Linked DNA regions of Hordeum vulgare: region 1 is linked to region 2. The links are chromatin contacts, called in public Hi-C maps. All regions are on one chromosome and are shown on one strand. Each heading gives the region's core, a stretch centred on a gene start, on an enhancer-like site or on the middle of the called end of the contact. The rest is flanking DNA. Distances are from core to core; before and after follow the strand shown. Region 1 has its middle 43 kb from the start of LOC123430936. Region 2 holds the start of LOC123428005 (serine carboxypeptidase-like).

What was found. Hi-C and Micro-C count contacts between places; a contact is called where the count stands out from the background.
Region 1: a Hi-C map of leaf shows a contact between it and region 2, with 5 times the contacts expected there. The contact joins the enhancer-like site here to the promoter of LOC123428005 in region 2. A contact is called at or near these places in 2 of 6 Hi-C or Micro-C datasets (leaf and seedling).

The regions. Positions count from the first base shown.
Region 1 is chr2H:624,554,731-624,561,755 of MorexV3_pseudomolecules_assembly, forward strand. No RefSeq gene overlaps it. Among protein-coding and RNA genes, the nearest start is that of LOC123430936, 43 kb to the left of the region's middle. Within about 2 kb of position 5,316, at least 1 of the 3 cell types and tissues checked has open chromatin away from gene starts, as enhancers often do. A contact at or near this core is called in leaf, where this site is marked.
Region 2 is chr2H:624,395,285-624,401,620 of MorexV3_pseudomolecules_assembly, forward strand. LOC123428005 (serine carboxypeptidase-like) reads right to left here and starts at 4,702. Exons shown (of 9, transcript XM_045112148.1): 1 at 4,223-4,702; 2 at 3,945-4,116; 3 at 3,690-3,809; 4 at 3,236-3,379; 5 at 2,995-3,145; 6 at 2,706-2,794; 7 at 2,363-2,621; 8 at 1,690-1,823; 9 at 1,087-1,441. The coding sequence starts at 4,590. The coding sequence ends at 1,313.

The sequences.
Region 1 (7,025 bases), core at 4,066-6,565, 160 kb after region 2:
ACATTACAACATTATAGATTGCATGCATTGAACTTGAAAAAATTGTTCTAAAAAATGGCATGTCATGTTTAAAGGTCATGTGAATAAGCCCACAATGATTCTGGAGGCAGTTGCTTCGTAGGATCTTTGGATTTGGCATGTATTCTTTGGTTTACCAAGGTCTCTTAATGACATAAATGTTCTTCAACGTTCACCTATGTTTGCAAAGCTAACCGAAGGTGAAGCTCCAAAAGTGAATTATACCATCAATGGTCATCCCTACACAAACGGGTACTACCTTGCAGATGGTATATATCCATCATGGGCAATATTTGTGAAGACAATACCAGATCCACAAGGCATAAAGAAGAAACATTTCGCCAAAAGACAAGAAGGAGCCACAGAGGATGTGGAGAGAGCCTTTGGAGTTCTGCAATCCTGTTTTGCCATTGTTCGGGGGCCAGTTAAAGGTTGGAAACGCAAAGAAATTGGTGATGTCATGAAACCTTGCATCATAACGCATAATATGATAGTTGAAAATGAGCGAGACAGCAGTCTATGAGACTACAACTATGACTCTATGGGAGTAAAGGTGATCCCATCTCGCGCTCATGCGGAACAACTGAGTACATTTATTCAAATGAATCAACGGATCACAAACAACACATTTCACTCTCTGCTTCAAGATGATCTAGTTGGACACATCTGGTAGAAGTTTGGAGATGAATAATTATGTACGCAGTTCTAATAATGTAGTTGAATCTTATCATGTACTATTTTAGTTATGGCATAATGCAATGTTTTCAATACACTCATTCTATGTGTTCACACGACAAATACTTAACATGAATAAATAATATACATGAGAATTAGTTCGCACAACAAACCTGATGTGTTCTGTAGGCAACCCGCAATGTCATTCTTCTTATTCATGTAGTATTGTTGTTGTGCCCCACTCATAGCACTAGTGTCCATGGCCATGATCTTCTCTTCTAGTTCAAACTGTTTCTGTGCCATCTCCCTCTCCTGGATTTTCATTTGTCTTTCCCTCACTTGGTTTGCCATCAGCCTCTCCCTCTCCTGGTTTAACATCCGCCTCTCCTGCATTGCAATTTGCTTCTCTTGCAATTCAAATGCTCGCACATAATGAGCATTCTTCGCGGCCTGTTTTACCTCGGCCTTCTCTAGCTTTTGTGCCCACACAATTTCTAATGATAACTTGGGAGCAAGAGCATCGGAAGCAGAATCTCTAACTTTTCGTAAACGTTCTTTAACTCGCTTATTATCATCAGGTCTTATCTGTGTATCAAGAGCATCAGGGCAACCGAAGTCCTCATCATTAGGAGTTGTACCTAGACTTGCATCGAAAGTTCTCTTCTGCTTTTTTTGAGGCCCCTTGGAAACCATACGAGTCTCCTACTTTGGGTGCTTTTGCAATTCTAACCAGCAATGCATTATGCAAATGGCTTATTTTTAAGATCTTTGGACTTATATAAAACAAGTGCATCGGCTTGCTGCACAAATAAACGACCTATTACTCTCAGACAACATATGCAACTTTAGTACTAAACTAAAAAGATGGATGCATACCTGCTGAGGGATAGTCACCCCACTTTGGTTTCTAAGTATTTGCTGATAGTATCCACAGACCTTGCTAACTTACTCATTAATAGTGCTCCAACGATAATTGAGTGCATTTTGAACATATGATCCGGCCATGACACTTTCTTGTGCGTGTTGTAGTAATCATAAATCCTACCCGAATAAGAATTTGCAGATTGATCTGTCCCTATCACAACATCCAATCTAGTGTGCAACCATGCTTCCACCAATATTTCATCCTCTTTACTTGACCAATTTGGTTCTTTAGTGGATTTTGCTTTGCCACATGCAGATGTTTTTTGAGTTGATGGCATTTCTCGTTCCCCAACTAGACTATCTCGCACTTGTGATATACACCAAAGTTCAACATCTCAAGAAAACGTCCGTCGTCTTCCATCTGCAAAAAACTGAGAAAACACACATTCAGACCTTCAGTCCAAATCCATACCCAAAAGCCACACACACACATAGCACATCATGTGCTCCCCGTGCTCCCTTTCCTCCCTCCCCCTGCGCGGCGACCCCGTCCCTTCACCTCTCACGCCGACGGCGGCCCTCCCGTCCCCCCCCGGGCGAACCGGCGGCGGCGGCCCTCCCCTTCCCCCGAGCGCAGCGACGGCAGTGGCCCTCCCCTCCACCCCCGAGCACAGCGACGGCCCTCCCCTCCACCCCGGAGCAAGGCAGCGGCGGCAACAGCCCCGAGACCGAGCATGCCCCCCCCCCCCCCCGGCGCCGAGCGCGGCTCCCTCCCCTCTCCCTGCATCTGGATCCAGCCCAGCAAAAAGGGTGTAGCTCGGCGGTGGCGTGGAACGATGGTGTCGCGCGCCTCTTCCTCCTCTCGGCGCAAAGAAGGAACCCGGCGTTCTGTTGGGCTATGGACGGCAGGTTCACATCGTCCAGGGCTGGACGTTCTTGAACGCGATTTAGATGATGTGTAAATTTATATTGTCATATAAACAAACTGTTGGAAGGCATATAGACGACCCTTTGATGAGCTGTTGGAGATGCTCCGACGACCTCCCTCGCCGGTTAACTTAGGATACCATCTTTGATTCACGTGATTTTAGAAACACAATGTGGTGGGAAAACAACAGGCCATTTAATTAACTGTCACAGTACATTAGTTGGATAGATATTTAGGACAGTAAAACCGCACCCAAACCGAGCTCTCTCACGTACTGAGTGATATCGACCGTCGGATTTTGCTTTCAAATCGTTCCTGGCCGTGAGATCACCGTTCCAGCGCAAGTTTCCGCGATCTGGGCCTCCTGTCCTAAGGGGCCGCCACTCTCGTGACTTTTTCTAAGCGATGTGGTTGATTGGGCTTCGGCTGGTATTGAAAGCCCATTTACAGAGCAATCTGTCGCTGACTCGCTTCAGTCGTAAAAAAATGACTCACTCTAGGGATCCAGACGAGGTAGTCGATGCAGGCAGGATGCGGCGGCGTGGTGCGGTTGGGGCACAAGCAGAGGCGACGCTCGCGAGGGTATCTGACGCGGGAGGGAGGCAAGGCCCTTGAGCGACAGTGATGGGGCGATGCCAGTTGCTTCGATGGCCTGCTGCACCCACTCTGCCATCACAATTCCTCATTGATCAGCCTGTCTCGGGATATGCGGCGGCGAAATCATGGCGATGAAACTTGACGTGCGCTTTTGTCAGACTAACTGCTGCTTGTGGTGGACATGAATTGTTCTCCATTTGCCTACTTTTTTGCAGAGCTTTTTTTCATACGATTGTTTCAGATACATCTCCCATTTTACCCATGCCCTCTGTTTCTGTATTTTTATATGATGACTGTAAAGACAGGTTAGGACTATGACCTATTCTGTAACTGCTCTCCCACACATCTCCAGGAATACAAAATAAGAGATCGAATGTATTTGCCGCTTATGATGCTCTAACTGCTTAGGGCATTGGTTCACGGCATCATGCTCTTCTTGAGCACGTAACACCCAGCTTCTACTCTGGTTATTTTAATAGTACATCATTAGCAGGGAGTTATTATCATTTAAGCCTTCTCATAGGATATTGTTTTAGTTGTGTGATCACAGGAAGTGTTAAGGCAATTTTATGGATTGTTAAGGCAATTGCAAAGATTGTCTACTTACGCATCCCCAGCTAGGAATTTCTTTGCTGGTATGAAGTCACAACTTTGTTTTCCTTTACTAAGTATTTCCCTGAACTTGCACATCTTGATATTCGTGATTTCAAAACTGAATGCAACCCAGCTTCTAATGCCTTTAGATTAGTCTATATTTTGTTATCGTGGGAAGCTATAAAGTTTCTTGACAATGGAAAGTATGATATTTCTTTACATGGAGTTCTAGAGCAGTAGAATGAAGGACATATATGCGCATTAGAAATCGAGAAAGCGTGATTTCAGAAAATACCGGGAAGGAGAAGAAATAGTTAGAACCATCAAATAATCCAAATCAGAATGAAGAGGATCGTAGGACACTTCATGTACAGCTCATCAACAATTTACTCTGCTACCTATTTATCACACATGCTCCGCTATCAAGGCTTTATAACTTTTCCTTTCAAATATCAAATGCTTCTACCGTGCCAAATATTCTCCCGTTGATGCCATTAACCATTAGTATCGGGTGAAATGACTCTTGCCGGTGTTAATGTGTAAAAAAGAATTGCTATAGCAGATACACATTTATGACCAGCACGTACGATCTACCTGGGTCCGGTTCCTTATCAATATCAATACTTGTCATCACATTCTGATATACATTGTTTCAATCCCAAGTACATAGGCTACAAATCATCTACATTTAGGCCCTGGATGGAACCACCTAGATTATATAATCCAGTTTTTATGATCTATTATGTTTCCAAACGAGACAACTTATAGTGTAGATTATAAAAACTAGATGGATAGATTATTAAAAACTCATAATCTACTCTATACCAGCTAAAATCAGTTTATGGATTGCTAATGACCCATTACCCTTGTAAAGTTGAAGATAATAACATTTCTACCACCGCTACCCACCTTTTTAAAAAAAAACAGAGGGTAGACAGGTCATTATGCAATGTAATATAATCTGGCCTCCAAACATGTTCACCTAGATTATTTTTATAAACCAGATTATATAATTTATCTTCATAATCCAGATTATCATAATCTATTATGGTTCCAAACAGGGCCTTAGTTGACTAAGATTTTCTTTTCTTGATGGTCTGATTATTTATCTCAATATATTTTTATAATACGATTGATCAATTTAGTTTTCCCATATATTTTCAACTTCCCATACTATGGATGGTACGAAAATATATGGATCTGTCTTATGCATAATTTATTTGTTTTTCTTAACTAATGTATTTTCCAAATTTTCTATCAGTTTATTTAAAAAATGAATGGGCGCGGCAACGCGCGCCATCAACGATCTAGTAGAATTGTAAGGTGACCGTAAAACCTTAACTTGTGACCTTGTCGGGAGATCTCTGAATTAGTCAACGTAACCTCTTGCGGTTTCCACCTTCGCCTCGATCCTTGAATGTTGGGGGAAAACGGTTCGTGATTGGACCATGTACACAGGACTTGTTCAAGTGTGACAGCGAACGGCATATGCTGTGAGAACGTATCAGACAGACGGAACCAGCGATATTGAAGCTAAGAAAGTCGTCGGAATCGCGTTTCTCTGTCACATACGCTATGCGGCAGCCGGCCGGCCCGGCTGCGTACGTGTGGATTCTTTACGCTCTCCCGTCAACCTCCAGCAGATTGATTGTGTCCAGATAATGTACGAAAATGAGGGGAGACAGGGGTTCTCCCTGTCGAAGGCCCCTCCCATGCTTGATAGGCTTGGATGGCACCCCGTTGAGCAGAATCCTGGAAGAAGAGGATCGCAGCAAAGCAGCAAGCATATCACTGAATGTAACAGTAAAACCACGGCGAGTGAGCAGTCAAGGAGATAGTCTCATCTGACCGAGTCGAAAGCCTTTTTAATGTCGAGGTTGAATAGCAGGATGGGATTTCTCAAGCGATGCATTTTCCAAGCTATGTTGCGGAGTACTGGAAGTTATCATGGATACTCCGAACCACACTAAGTTCCAGCAAAAAAGACAAATTTTGGGATGTAAAAATAGTTTATTGTTTATCGTACTGTTTTGAACAACTTTGTCTTTTTTGCCATAAACTCCTTACATGTCCGAACAAGCTGAAATTTAGCACAAATATCATGCATTGGAACATCTTCCATCTAAAAATATTTATAATATTTTGAATTTTTAGTATTTTTAATATACTATTCGTGGGATGCAAATGAGCCTCATCACCGAATTGAATATCCGAAAATAGCTCGCTATAGAGAAATAGTGTCAACCTGAAAATTTTGATATGTAATATATCACACTATAGCGTATTAACTGGGACATTGTATACTGATTTTATTTAACGTGCTATTAGTGATGCTATATCGCGCTATTTTTCTCAATGACGGCCTCCCTCGCCGGTTAACCGAGGATACCATGTTTGATTCACGTGATTTTGGAAACACAATGTGGTGGGAAAACAACAGGCCATTTAATTAACTGTCACAGTACATTAGTTGGATAGATATAGAATTGTAAGGTGACCGTAAAACCTTAACTTGTGACCTTTTTGGGAGATCTCTGAATTAGTCAACGTAACCTCTTGTGGTTTCCACCTTCGCCTCGATCCTTGAATGTTGGGGGAAAACGGTTCGTGATTGGACCATATACACAGGACTTGTTCAAGTGTGACAGCGAACGGCATATGCTGTGAGAACGTATCAGACGGACGGAACCAGCGATATTTAAGCTAAGAAAGTCGCCGGAATCGTGTTTCTCTGTCACACACACTATGCGGCAGCCGGCCGGCCCGGCTATGTGGATTCTTTAGGTTCTCCCGTCAACCTCCGGCGGATTGATTGTGTCCAGATAATGAAACAAATCGGGAGCTGGCGTCTACCTGAGTGCTACTATGAATTTGAAATCTCTCTCAGAATAAAAGTACTAGTCGCTGCCACGATTTGGTAGCAATCAATTTCTCTCAGCTATTCTAGTGGCAGCAATCAATTGGTTATCTGGTTTGACCGTTGTTTCGCTTTCGCGTTTAATCTGCACGAGCTGGCGTACGTATACTAGTTTCTTCAGACAGATTTGACCACGGACGTACGGTAGGAGTAGTTTCTTCCGGGAAGGGGGAAAATTGCATGGTCAGCTCAGCTCAGCTCAGCGGTTCCACTTCGTTGAAACTTCCACCTTGGGGGAGGAGAGCCGAAAATATTGGGCTTGGCCTTGACCATCGGTTCGTCCGTGGAAACTGAAACAGTAAGTGAAAATGTCAGCCTCGGCTGGGCATCATTTGACCCTGTCCAATCCTCATCCTCGAACCCTAGATAATCTAACATAATCTGGTCATCACTTTCAAGCTTCAAGTCAACTGCGCGCGAAAGTGTGTAGGT
Region 2 (6,336 bases), core at 3,452-5,951:
TAATATGATCTACATATGTATTGAAATCTGTAAGGACTAGACATATTTTAGTGTAGATTCATCCATTATAAGGATTTGTATGTAAGAATGGGAAGCAGGGCTGCAGTGTAAGAAAAGCTTCAACTAAAGGGTACCTGTACCCGAAATCAAACAAAATTCTCGTTCATTTAGGTATTTTGCGCCAGTTTTCAGGCGCTCATTGTTAGGTTGATGTGAGATATTTTGCAATGGACTGAGCTCCAAGCGGAGTGTTCATGTGCGCCAGTTTTCAGGCGCTCATTGTTAGGTTGTTACAGACAACACAAAACGGGTCTTTTTTTTTTTTAAGGCAACACCAATTTTCGTTAACTATGATGGTGCGAGGGCAAATCACCTTCAACACAAGCTGCCACTTTGGCAGGAACAAGGTTCCCCCACTCCTCAAAATGGTTGGTTTCATACATACGACCGATACTAGCTAGTTGATGCGCGGCGGAATTTGCCTCTCGACGACACACCGTTATCTTGTTGCTAGAACTCAAACCTTTTTTGTTTTGTTTTAAAGGACAATAGAAATAGTTTTGTTTTGTTTTGAAGGACAATAGAAATAGGAAGTTTTTCTATGTTGATGCTATTATTAGATCATGTTTATGTGCCTACAACAGAAGTGTTGGCGCGCCGAGGTATGGAATGGAACCGTCTGATCCCTAGGCTGCTCAAGGATAATCTTCGAGCCTGATTGTCTAGATATTATTTGATGCTTGCTATATATGGAGATAGTGAAATTTTAAGCCCATCCGAGTGCTTCCAAATTGCTCACAGGATTGGCTCTGCTCCATTTGTGCATTGTGCAAGAGAAGCGAACAAGCCGACACTCTGCTCAATTGAACTGCAAAAGCGTCTTACATTAATTTACAAAGAAATACTAATTATACATTTTTATGATTTGACTATGTTTGTTAGGATCACTGTGTTTTTCAAATTCCTATGGATCAGACACCCAAGTTTGCAAATTTTCTGTATTTTTCTAATCCTCTATTTAACACATGCGTTCCTATTAATTTTCTAAAAAAAATTTGCCGCTGAACCAAAGGAGGTCCAAGGGAATGCATAACGTAGTCCACATATGAATCAAAGGGGATAATCTTCGTGATACATTCGTATTGTCCCAGCAATCCTCTGAAAGCCTTTTATTACACACTCCAACCTCGAGCACCGTACAAGAGAAATAGCATATGTACGGTCGCCGACGAGCTTCCCATCACCTAAGATCATCCCAAGGCATGTGAGCGCACACCAGATACATTACACTGGTAGCCAGCGCAAGGATGGATTATATGGCAAAGTCGAGCCTCTGAGAGCTCGAGGAGGCGTCTGAAAGGTTTCCTGAAATCCACCTCTTGAGCATCTCCAACGCGGCCTTTGGTTGATCCATGGGAACCATGTGACCGGAGTCGTGGACCTGATCATAGCACCAAAAGTTAGTTCCACAATAAAATCCAAACTGATGTAGGGCGACACAATACACAACAGGCATTTTGCCCTTGGAACACTCTGCTGTGCTGTATCTGACTGATAATTTCTAAGTAAAGCATACTAAATACTTGTGAATATATATAGATACAATCGTTTCTTGAATTTGGCCTGGTCATTGTCTGTTCCAGAACTGACTAACTGTTGGTAAGGGGGGCAGCTTTTGCGTTTGCGTACCTTCAAGAAACTCAAAGGGCCGTGGCTTTTCAGAACGCCGGCTTCTTTTCCATCAACTGTGAAGGGTTTCTCAGTTGAGGACACGAAAGCTTTCTTTCCAGACCATTCCATAGAGTCTACCCATCTTGAGTTCCCTGCCCAAGTCATCAATAGATTATGTATGTCATCAACAGATTATGTATGTCATCAGGAAAAGCACACCCAGAATCAGGAAACCCAATAGTGGAGCACATTTTGAACCATATATTGTCCTACTTATTTCATCCACTGGCTATGCAATTTGCCATTATGCACAACATAACATGAAAAGCATTGAAGGTAGATTTTATCCCATTCTGTGATTTGACAAAATGACCTCTACTATGCCTTGCGTTATGTAAGTGTACGCCGATATATATTTCTAAACTGTGCTTCCAATACGATTTTCATACTACAGAACCAATCAAGATTCAAGTTGTATGATACATATTAAAGTCCATTAAATTCTTAATGGATCTCTTGCACGAATCACAATTGTAAGGAAGCATAGCACAGGTATCACATGACAAAAGTGTAGCAAATGTGATTCTCAACGTGAAGAATGTCAGATGAAATATGTGGTGTGGACAAAACAGAAGCAAATTATAGCATACAATTTTCAAGAGTTTTCTGTTGCAAGTTGCAACACACTCACCTAGCCAGTTGCATATGAGATCATACTCTCCAGCATAAATCAGCACTTTGATGTCGTTCTCAAGGAGTTCAGGGATCCCAACTTCAAGGTTCCTCATCCAATCTAAGAGCATAGCCTGATAGACAGTTGGGCTGCAGGAGACGAACTCTATGTCTCCAACGCCTAGGCTCTGTCTGACAGATTTCAAATTGAGAAACTTCTCCAAATTAGAAAAATCATAGCATAGGCTCCCCACACATGGCTTCCTGATGTCATAATACTGCAAAGATGAGGTGATCAATCAGAAAACTTCAAAAAATAAGGAAGAACCAAATAAACTTTTGTATTTTACCCTTTACCCTACATTTTTGTTCCCGATTATCAACCTGATGGAACTGAATATTGTATTGCATACAAAATAGGCAGCAAGGCAAGATACAGTGCCAGAGGTACCTGAAACATAAGATAAAATTAAGTTCAATATATACATGTTATGAGGTATGTTAGAGTTGGGCTTATGCCTTTTCTTGTTTTGAAAAGAAATTGGCACAACAAGGCAAGGAATGATGTTAATGAACAGTGCCTCCAAGAGGCCAAGTTGACCAATGCTAGAGATTTACACACAAGCAAACCAGGAGTCTAGGAATAATTACCACAAAGCTTGACAGCAAATTCACAAACAGGAACAACTTTATTGATCTTGTTAAATTCTGACTGTGTGATTAAACCCATATCCAATGCATAATCGGTGTATGCCTTATACTGTATCGCTGGATCTGTAAGTCCATTACCAATCGCAAAACCCTGAAAAATGAACAGCAAGGGTGGATTCAAGCGACAAAAACCTTTATAACACAGAACAGTATGGATAAGCCCAGAAAGAGATGACCAAACCTTCAAATTGATGTGAATGCCCTCATTGTTCTTGTTCCCCTTGTACACCCTAGTTGCAAAGGCAGGAATGTAGTGCCCAGCATATGACTCCCCAGTTATATAGAAATCGTTTTCAACATACTCCGGGTGCTCCTTGAAGAAGGCCTATCAAAAATTCAAAATCGCATGCAGAAAGACACAATGAACTTATGAGAAAAAACACGGAAGGCCATTTTTGCATCTTTATTGCAACTCACAAATAAGGGTAATCACTCTGTTTCACCTCAACTCTTGCATAACTAACCTTGTCGCCACAATAGGAAGCACATTAACAACACATATGATGCATGTGTACTTCCTACTAAATATGCTTACCGACTGGGAATGCATACCAAATATTTCAAGTCCATAATACTTCGTAGTGAACTAGCAAGGGCTTATCTTCATTTATCAGAATAGGAGCAACTATAATTACCTGCAGGAAGTCATATAGGTCGTTGCTGACGCCCGCTTCATTATGGCGGGTATCGTGCGAATCAGAGCTGTAGCTGAACCCAGTCCCAGTTGGCTGATCAACATAGATAAGATTCGACTCCTACAGCAGCCAATATCCAATTCCAAACAGAGAGAAGATTATACATACATGGTTCTAAACAATTAATCTCTAGGAAGAATATATATCACACAGATTGATTGATTAGTACGCAAACTGCCTGTACATATAATATACCTGATCCCAGCCAAACTCATTCCAGAGCAGCGACATGTTGTCCGCGATGTGGAAGGGGCCATTCTCGTAGAAGAGGGCAAGCTCGCTGCTGCAGCCGGGCCCACCCGTCAGCCAGATCACCACGGGGTCCTCCTTCTTGTGCCGCCTGGATTCGAAGAAGAAGTAGAAGAGCCTACACGCAAGAGTGGCAGATGTCAAGACACGGGAACAGGATCCTCACGGGCAAGGCAGTACTAAGGAAGAGGCCGGCCGGAGACTGGACGAGTGAGCTCGCTCACCTGGCGTCGTGGGTGGTGGGGAGGCGGTAGTACCCGGCGTGGTGCCCGAGGTTGCTCACCGACGTGTTGCCGCCGCCGTCGTCTCCGGCGACCAGGGACGCGAGGCGGATCGGCCTCTCGACGATGGTTCCCGCCGGGAGAGCGTCGCCGCTGCCGACGCCGCCGGGGCGGCGGGGGAAGGCGTCGCGGGGGTGGAGGTTGAGAGCGCGGATGAGGTCGGCGCCGGCGGAGCGGGGGGTCTTCGGGGCGAGGGAACGCGCCGAGGAGGGGAGGCGGAGGAAGGCCTCGTGCTCCGGCGCGGCGGCGGCGGCGGCAGCGGCGGCGAGGAGCAGAAGCAAGAGGGCTCGAGGCTGACCAGTGGGTCCCATGGCGACTGGTGGTGGTGCGGTGACCTGAACTGACGGAGTTGTGGGAGTGATACTGCTAGGAGTAGATCTTTTTGGCCGGTTTCTGCGGCGACGATGATGATGGTGGGCCCACCGGTCAGAGAGGGTCGAAGGCATCTTTTGACCACGTAGTAGGAGCACAAGGGAGGGTGCGCGTCGTCCACGTGCATCGGCTTCTGATGATTCTAGATTTTCAGTCATCATCTCATGGTGCGTTTCCAAGTTCCAACTCTGCCCCTTGCTTCACTTGATATCCCAAGGGGACACCTAGCTCCAAAGAATGAGATTTTCAGTCGTCATCTCATAAATCGATTTTATGTTTACTAGCAAAAGGGCCCACGCGTTGCAACGGGAGAAAAAAAATATCACATGTTTTTAATCTTTTTATAATTATTTTGATTTATTAAAATAATAAGCTAAGAGCATCTCCAACACACGCGCGAAAAGGGGCGCGCGCGGTAAACCGCCAGTTTAGCGCGCGCGGGACGGAATGGCGCGCTCCAGCGGCGGCGGGAAAACAGCGCGCGTGGTAAGTGCTTGCGCGCGCGCGAAAAGGCGGCAGCTCGCGCCATTTTTGACGCGTCGCTTCGCGCGCGCCTATAAAAACGCAGCTCTGCCGCTCCCTCGCGCCGCCACCGCTCCACTCTCTCTCTCTCCCTCTACCTCTCGCGCCGCCGCCGCTCCAGCGCGCCGCCACCCCTCCAGCGCCCCGCCCCCGACGCGCCACCATGCCGCCGCGCCGCCGTTCTGCGTCGGGCTACTGTGGCGTCCGCGAGCGCCCCAACGGTAGGTTCTACACCGAGATACGCTCCGGCGATCTCCGGCTTAGCCTTGGCACGTACGACACGGCGCACGAGGCCGCCCGCGCGTTCGACGCGGCGGCGTGGCGCATAGGCAGGCCGCGCCACCAAATGAACTTCCAGGACGTCTACACGCTCCAGCAGGCGTTAGACGTCGCCCCGCAGCCTCGTGTAAATTCCGCACAAGACCGTGCGGAGCACACTGCGCGGCAGCGCCGCCTCCTCGTCGCCCAGGAGGACGAGCGGGTCATGGCGGAGTGGCGCCGGCGCCACCCGGAGGACGTCGCCTACGAGTAGGGTTATTAGGCAAGGCGCCGCGAGGAGGACACGCGCTGGCGCCGCGAGAAGCAGTTGGACAGGCGTCGGCGGAAGGCATTGGCGAGTGCGTAGGCCGACATCGTCAATGCAGGCGGGAGCTCCTTCTTCACTGAAGAAGACGAGCGTTGGTTCGACATCTGGCTGTCAACCTCTGACGACACCCACGACGATGATGATGGTGCAGATGATTGGAGCGACTGGGATTAGTTTTTATGTTTTCGAACTATCTAGCACCGAATTATCTATCTATGTTTCCGAACTACCTATCAAGTTGCAATCTATGTAAAATAACTTTGTATGCTTTTTTATTTTAATGCAATCTATTTATTAAAAAATGGTGTGCGCGCGCTGCATTTTTGGGCACTGCTGGAGCGGCGCGCGCGCTGCATTATAGCACGGCTGCTGGAGCCAGCGCCTAACCCACGCTAAACCAGCCGAAGCGCGTGCGGCAAACGCATTTTTTGGGCGCGGCGCGAAGCGCGGCTGTTGGAGATGCTCTAACTAACTAATGTAGTCAGTCTTATCCTATTTTGTTGAGAAATCAACCCGTTCATTGTTAATTCCACCATGATGAGAAATTGAGCGGAACAAGCAAAGCAATACAAAGATG